2 separate regions of the Cyprinus carpio genome follow, and region 1 is linked to region 2. Evidence: chromatin contacts called from public Hi-C data. All regions are on one chromosome and are shown on one strand. The core of a region is the stretch at or near the end of the contact, and the rest is flanking DNA. Distances in the headings are between cores, read along the strand shown.

The links. A called contact is a pair of places that touch in the nucleus more often than the background predicts.
Region 1: a contact with region 2 is called in a Hi-C map of red blood cells, with 5 times the contacts expected there. The contact joins the enhancer-like site here to the promoter of ankrd11 in region 2. A contact is called at or near these places in 3 of 8 Hi-C or Micro-C datasets (liver, red blood cells and skeletal muscle).

Annotation. Positions count from the first base shown.
Region 1 is chrB7:36,794,290-36,797,913 of ASM1834038v1, forward strand. The region is part of intron 2 of ankrd11 (ankyrin repeat domain-containing protein 11); the gene reads left to right. Among protein-coding and RNA genes, the nearest start is that of ankrd11, 66 kb to the left of the region's middle. Within about 2 kb of position 2,197, at least 1 of the 8 cell types and tissues checked has an H3K27ac peak or open chromatin away from gene starts, as enhancers often do.
Region 2 is chrB7:36,727,841-36,731,547 of ASM1834038v1, forward strand. It overlaps ankrd11 (ankyrin repeat domain-containing protein 11), which reads left to right and starts at 2,259. Exons shown (of 13, transcript XM_042728495.1): 1 at 2,259-2,978. It overlaps spg7 (paraplegin), which reads right to left and starts at 1,611. Exons shown (of 18, transcript XM_042728494.1): 1 at 1,441-1,611; 2 at 985-1,320; 3 at 597-696; 4 at 370-453. The coding sequence starts at 1,158.

The DNA.
Region 1 (3,624 bases), core at 947-3,446, 66 kb after region 2:
TCGATAAGAAACAGGATATGCACAGCTTGCCTAATTTATTTTGCTTAAAATCTGTAAGAATGACACCTGTTTTGATTACCCCAAAATAAGTGATCTATTCACTGTTACTTATCTGTTACTGTTTATTACTTAGATTTATAATCACTGTTTATAACTGCACTTATGAATATGCAATATGATATTCTGCTATGCGTTTCAAATGTGCAATCTTTGATGAAACAGCACTCTTGTTCACTGTTGAACATTTGAAATCATCCCTAGTAGCTATTTTGAAAATATGAAGGGTTTTGTACATTCGTATGCGATGGGGCTGGCCACTTGCAGTTGCCTTGACAACAGCCCGTTGGACTGCACAATTTGCATGGGGGGCAGAGAAGTAAGCATCAGCACATTACGTGACTGGGAATGAGATGAGCCTGATATACTGTTCACCTGCACCTACTTTGACAAACACAGCTTATATAGCGACCTAACCCTTCTGAGCTTATGACTAAATGGAAATACAGAGGGAATAGTATGGAACTGCACAGGTTTTGAGTAGAGTAAGTTTGATTTCATTCTATGAAAGACTGGGGCAATGTGCAGACCACTGGGTTCTTTCAGCATAGTATGTGTCTCCAGCACAATTAAATAATGCTCTTTCATTTTTTTTTATTCTAATAATTACCTGTAAATGAATTACTTTGTTTCACAGTTTTCTCATTTTGCTTACTTAAATTGCATGCAGCAATGCTGAAAAGGTTATTTATTTTTTTTTATGCCAGTAAAGCACTTTGAAACTGAAAGTTTGAAAAACATTCCCAATCTTGCTAGTTCTTAATGCATTGGAGTAGACACTGTGTCCTTTCATGTAGCCCATCTCTACTGGCCTTTCACTGACACTGAAGGCTGAAGTGGCCTCTTGTACAAGCTCCTGTCTTTCTTGCTTCTGTACGTTGGAGTGCTGTGGTCAGGGGAAATAAAAAGCCACGTCTGTCTGCTCCATATTAGATTTCCAGCTCCACAGACACGTCCAGTTGAGATTTTCCAGGGCTGTGACCTTTAGTGAGACCCCAGCCGCCCTCCTTCTTTTTTTCGATCTCTGCCAAAGCCATGGCAAAGGCACAGCACTTCAGGCCTGCAGATTACGCCACGTCATGGGACCTCGGAGAACTACTGGACAAACAAAGCAGTGCTGTTCAGTTTGTTTTGTGCCTTCCACGCAAAACCTACACAGAATGATAACAAAAATAAATAAATAAAAAAAATATAAAAAATAAATAATGTGTCATCATAGCAGATGTGAATTAAAAAATGGCCAGGAAATAGTATCACTTTAGTCAACCTGTGACATTTCTGTATGAACCCAAAAACTACAACTCTGCCTGTGGTTAAAACAATTTTACATTATAAATCAGACCCTTCCACCCTTCCCCATCACACTTTCCTCTGGCATGGCTTTCGGACTTTCCATCACCAACTGCTAAGTGTATGCCCAGTGCTTCACAAGTTTCGTTTGGCCAGTGCTGTAGACTGCTTGGACACAACACTGAATGCTGCCGGTGAGACTGGAGATTTCTTGTCCATTTCTTGTCCTAAACCTTTCACCAGATGTTCCGCTTAGACCTGCAGAGCCTTGTTCCGTCTGGCTGGGACAGAGAGGAATGGCTGTAAAAAGCATGTCTGTGCACAGATGCTGAGCGTGGCAATTCCGGCCTTAACATCTCTGGTACCGCCTCCTCCCCACACCGCATTTTGACTTCAGCAGCAAGGTGATTGTGAATAAATTGCTGCATGGGCCAGGATTTTGTTCTGTGCCAGGAGAATTTTCAAATGCCAGATTTAAAATTGCACTGTTCTCTCCCCTTATCTTTTTTGATGCTTTGTTCCTTGGTTGAGCAGGCAAAGCGTTGCAATGCAGAGCCATCATCCATGCCGAGCCGCATTCATGTGGCTAGGCATACTGATGAAATTGCGTGAGAGCACAGAGGGGAGGTTGAGAGCGTTGCAGAGGCTAGCCAGTTTATGGAGGTTGCCTTTATTTATGGTGCCATAGCTCATGGCATCTCAATCACCTCCCCTCTTTCTTCCTCTGTTCTTCCTCCCCCCTTTCTCCTCTTTCAACTCACCAAATCTTTTCCCCTCCTCTTCATCTCTCTGCAAGTGATGAGCCATCTGAGGAAAAGAGAATGTAAGGAGTGGGAGGAGGGAGCCAGGCCTAGAGTTGTGAGGCTCAATGGGGGGTGAACAGCTAAATATAGAGCAGCTTTGGAGGAGTGATGTCATGGTCTGGCAGAGAGGTGGAGAGCTGCTTGAATCTCCAGGATGGAATTTAGAGTGTGCGGACACAGGAGGCGGCAAAACCACAGAGGTTAAAAGATGTCTAGTCAGCTTAAATCAGTACAGATTCTATGGCAAAATAGACAAAAAATGCAGGCCAAATTTTTGAGTGGAATTTGTAATTTTTTTTTTTTTTTTTTTTTTTTTTTTTTTTTTTTTTTTTTTGATGGTCATAATTCAGTGCAAAGGAAGTGGACTTTGCTAACTATCACACGTTCAAGAATACTCTCCCAGAGTTACAGCAGCATCAATAATCTATGCACAACATAAATCAACACCTGTTCTCAGAGTACCAGTTTCCTAACCATTGCAAGATTGCAACCTTGCATGTTGGGACTAGCTGTGAATCTAGGTGTGTTTTGGGCAGGATTTTACATAGTGCTACTTCTATTTGCTGTTTGCTATAATATCAAATGTTTTGCATGTGTTTAAGATGTCACTGGCAAAAGGAGAGCTGGCAAAAATTTTGTTGACTCCAGTCCAGACTGATTCATTAACAGGCCCCACAGCTTCCTCAAGGTCAAGGACGGGAGCACACAGGTGCTGTAATCCAGTGCCGGGGCCAGGTCTAAAGCTCACTATGCTCACACCTATACATCCTTTGGATCACTCTGACCTGATGGCTCTTGCCTAGGCAGATTACTAGGTATGCTTAGAATCTGACCCCACACAAACCTGTTAACAATTTAAATGCCCGTCATTCACAAAGTACAACTGTCTTCTTCACTAAACATTCTGCTGTGATAGTAGTACTCTCGACTCTGTTTTGTAGGTCTAGTGGAAGGATGGCCCATAGTAAACTGGAAATTTGAGGCTTTTCAGTGGAGTTTTAGGAGATGGTTTAATTTGGTGACAATCTTTCCTTCTGTCGTCCCCCCTAATCTTATTTGCACTTGCACACAATAAAACATGGCATCTCAATACAGGGTATGTGAAGTGACATCAAACATCAGTGGCTTCACAATGTCTTGAGAACCATAACGGAGCAATGATTTTCAGTTTTTGAATTGAATCCTGCTATGAAAGAGATTTGAGATCTTCAGAAAAGATTTTCATCACATAACTTTGAGGTCAGTCCTTTACACAAAGCTATCGTAAGGCTTCAAATGACTATAGCGCAAAAGTCACTTTTATGGTTGAGCCATTTTCTTTATTCTTCAGTGGTCTGCTTAGATATTGGAGCTTGGCAAGTTGTGTGGTTTGCTAGGTTTGTGAGTGTGTGCACAGTGCCTTGGCACCTATGCAGAAGGAAACAGCAGGCAGGCGACAAGGTGGTGGGTGGCTGCAGGTGTTGGGCAGTGCTGT
Region 2 (3,707 bases), core at 1,009-3,508:
TCATGCATCCCTAGAAATTTTTAATTTAGTTGAAAAAAAATGCCCTTATAAAAGGCAAAAATCATGAGGAAACTAAAGTAGTGACAGACGTTTTGCGCCGTATTGTGAGGCACATTCCAGTGTAACAAATTATTGAAAAAGAAAAAAAACGTCTTTACAACTTGGTTCTACCTATCAGTTGTTGATTGGATTTAGAGATTTACAGACGCAGATGGAAACAAGCTTGTCAGAGTGGGTTTAAGCAGGCTAAATGATCGGAGAAGTCCTGCATATGATTTTCTAAATTAAAAATATACAGACAAACCATTCACAATAAGATGCATTTAGAAAGCAGTTTGTAAACTATGGTTTCAAACATTCAGAAAATACCTTCATCCTCCTCTGGGGTCTTCCCTTTTTCACCTTCTTTCTTTTCATGTCTTCGGTTGGATGTGCTGAAATAGTGAGTAGTGCCTGACAGATGTGGAAACATATTTGCATTATGCCATGCAACATAATTCAGAAAAAGCATTAAGATTCAAAAATCAAAAGTTCTGCATCACAACTCTGTCCAGCCAAAACAAAAAACTTAATTACTTACTAAATTTCAAACTTACCTAATAGTTTCCAAAGTTTCACAGGATTTGTGACCAATTTGTGGCGACAGTGGAACTCAAGTCCAATAAGCCTCGGGATTAAAGGCCTTGTCAAAATGTTCTGTGAAACAATGGCAACCTGGTCAATCACAGTCATGCTCATGCATAATCATAGAGATTTTAGCTATTATGATGATTCATCTGCTCTGTTTTCTCAAGAAAAAAAATAACAAATTATACCAAAAAATATACCAAAAGACTAAATAAATATATCAAAGATAATGGACTAATTTATTGCACATTATGTGCAAGCTGCCCCACATATACTTAACATTACTGTTCATAGGATAGCATAAATTCGTAGCATACATAGTTTACATAATGCTTGGTCGACGTTTGAATAACCCACCTGAACATGTCCTGATTTTAGACCTCGTTTGTTAGGAGTCACTAAAGGCAAGTATGAAGTCACACTGCTCTCCAGGAGTTTTTTGTAGGTTTGAAAACAGCTGAAACGAGAATATAGCGACCAAACCCGTTTGTCGCAACATTTGCTTCCACGCTGCAAAAGTAGCGCTGCCATGCTTAATGCTGGTTTATCGCGTCGCTTGGATCATAAACATACTAAACCAAAACAAATGGCAGTCTTTAATGTGACCTCCCTAAGAGGTGCTATCATGCATCTGTCATTGTGATCCTGCAGGTCTTATCCAACACAGCCAAATATAGCTGCTGAGCGCGTCTCCTGTTCGAATATATCACACATATACAGAACAAATACAATGCTTTAATACAAAACGGTCTTCAATTATACAATTACAAAGCTGTACTGACTACTAAAGCCGTGAACTTTAATGACGTTTACCGTGCGGGCTTGAAAAACATGTCTGTTCAACTTTCACCTTCGGAATCAGCCAATCAAAACGGAAACAGCTCGAGCACCGGCTGACGGGAAATGTAGTTCTCCTTGCATGTTTACGAAACCAAAAAACTACAAACAGTTCTAGTTGCGCATGCGCAAAGACAGCGACTGTAATCTGATATTTAAAATTTAGTTATAGTGGAAAAATAAATATAATATAGTTATAGCGCAGAAATATAGGCAAGATAAATCATTAGTATTTAGTTTTATTGGAATAATATATATATATAGTCATGTTTATTGTTTTTTAGGATTTGTATGTTTTAAAATTAGTTATTATTTAGATATATATATAGTTACGGTCTCATAGGCAAGATAAATCATTAGTCATTATTAAGATATATATATAGTCATGTTGATAGTCATGTCGCACTAGTCAGCTTTTTTTTTATGTTAGGATACGAAGTGAGGGCAGAACACCTGAGTGTAATAAGATGGTCGAGAATAGAGGATATATCTCAGACAGCTAGTTTAAGATATTTTCAATAGAGGGAGCCATTGCGTTATTCTGATCGCAAGAAATCGGTGTCAGTCCTGAGGCTTGTGACGTCAAATTCTGATCGCAAGAAATCGGTGTCAGTCCTGAGGCTTGTGACGTCAAATCGAAATTAAAACAAAAACAAACCCATCTACTATACATTTACCAGACAACAGTCAAAGAAAGCAAATCGTGCTGTGGCTGATGATATCGCAATCCGTCACCGACAAACAGTTTATACTATTTATAAAGTATGCTGTAGATAGAAATAAACTGGTGTTTCAGATCAGTCTCAATTAAAACGGGATAAGGAAAAACAATTCCGGTAGAACTGTTCACTCGTTACTTAAAAAAAAGCAAACAACTTTACTACACAAGTTATACCCAAGCAGGCTCTCCATTTTCCTCTCACTCAAATGGAGCTCGCAAAAACATGCCACTGTCTCCGCCATTACGGCTCGAGGTCGCCAAAGAAAACCGGAAGCGTCCCTGGCAAGAACCACAATGGCGCCAGTTTCGCCGTTGCAACGGGGAACAAACAGTGACCGCCCATACGCGTCAGCCTATCACAGTCCGCGTATCAACGCCTCGCGTCCGCTCTTCGTCAGCGCGAGTCAAAGGCCGATCGAGACTGTTCGGAAGGAGTCGGACGGAGAGGATTAACTTAAAGCGGAATTTTATTTTACACCTGAAATCAAGCCAAATCAGCAAACTTAACGTCACTGAGACCCGTGGACTTTTAAAGGGGCGGATGGAGAGTTTATAATCCCTTCTCTTACCAGTTTATCGGAGCCCTGAGAGATTTTAATCATCGCATTTTTGGAGGAGGTTATCAGTGATTAGCTTAGCACGCTGGCGCGAGCGCGGACTGCGATGAGCGTCGCGCGCCTCGGATGTTCCCGCATCGGAGCTCGCTGAAGCAGAAGGCCTCAAATGGGAAAAACAAGCATCGGGAGGGAATACCAAGTATAATTTTGTAGATGTAGCTCACGTTTTGAAGAAGGTAAGCAATTTGAAACGTCCCTTTACTCTTTTGAAAGCCATTTCGTGTCGGGAAACCTCTGTACGTCCTCTCCGCCGTCGACTTTCACGGTTAGTCCACTAACGGCTTTAGCTCCGTTGCTAACGGGAGTTTGTTTTCCTCCCCCACCCCGAAGTCAAGGAAATGTTGGCGTATTGCTCAAAATATATGCATTTTGTCAGACTGTGCACCTTTATTCATTCCTACGGGTTGTAGAGCTCTATAATAGTGAAGGTCTGCAATAATTGAAGCTGAGCGTCTGAAGCTGGAGAAATGAAAATAATCCTCGTCATGTTGATGTTCTCTGGGAATCGGATACGGCCAGACGGGCTCAGCTGCAGAAATCAGCTACTGGGATGCATGTTAATATATGCATGTTTCAAGGGCACATATGGGAGGAAATATCGTCTCCACATTGATTTTAAGTGCTGAAGTAGCTGCAGAGATTATGGAAATACAGAATAAGACCTGTAATAAACATTTACGCTGGGTTAGCAGCGCACCAGTCAGACTATAAATACTAGATCACTGCAACACTCAGTTCTCAGTGTGTTTATGAGATTGGTCATATTATGATGGCGACACGAAATCAGTTTTGGTTTGGTTTTCAGTTCTCATGTTTGACAGAGGAATTTGTTTCTGACGGGAAACGTAGTATAATAGCCTAAAGATTTCACTCTATATCCATTAAGGCTGATCACTGCTACAATC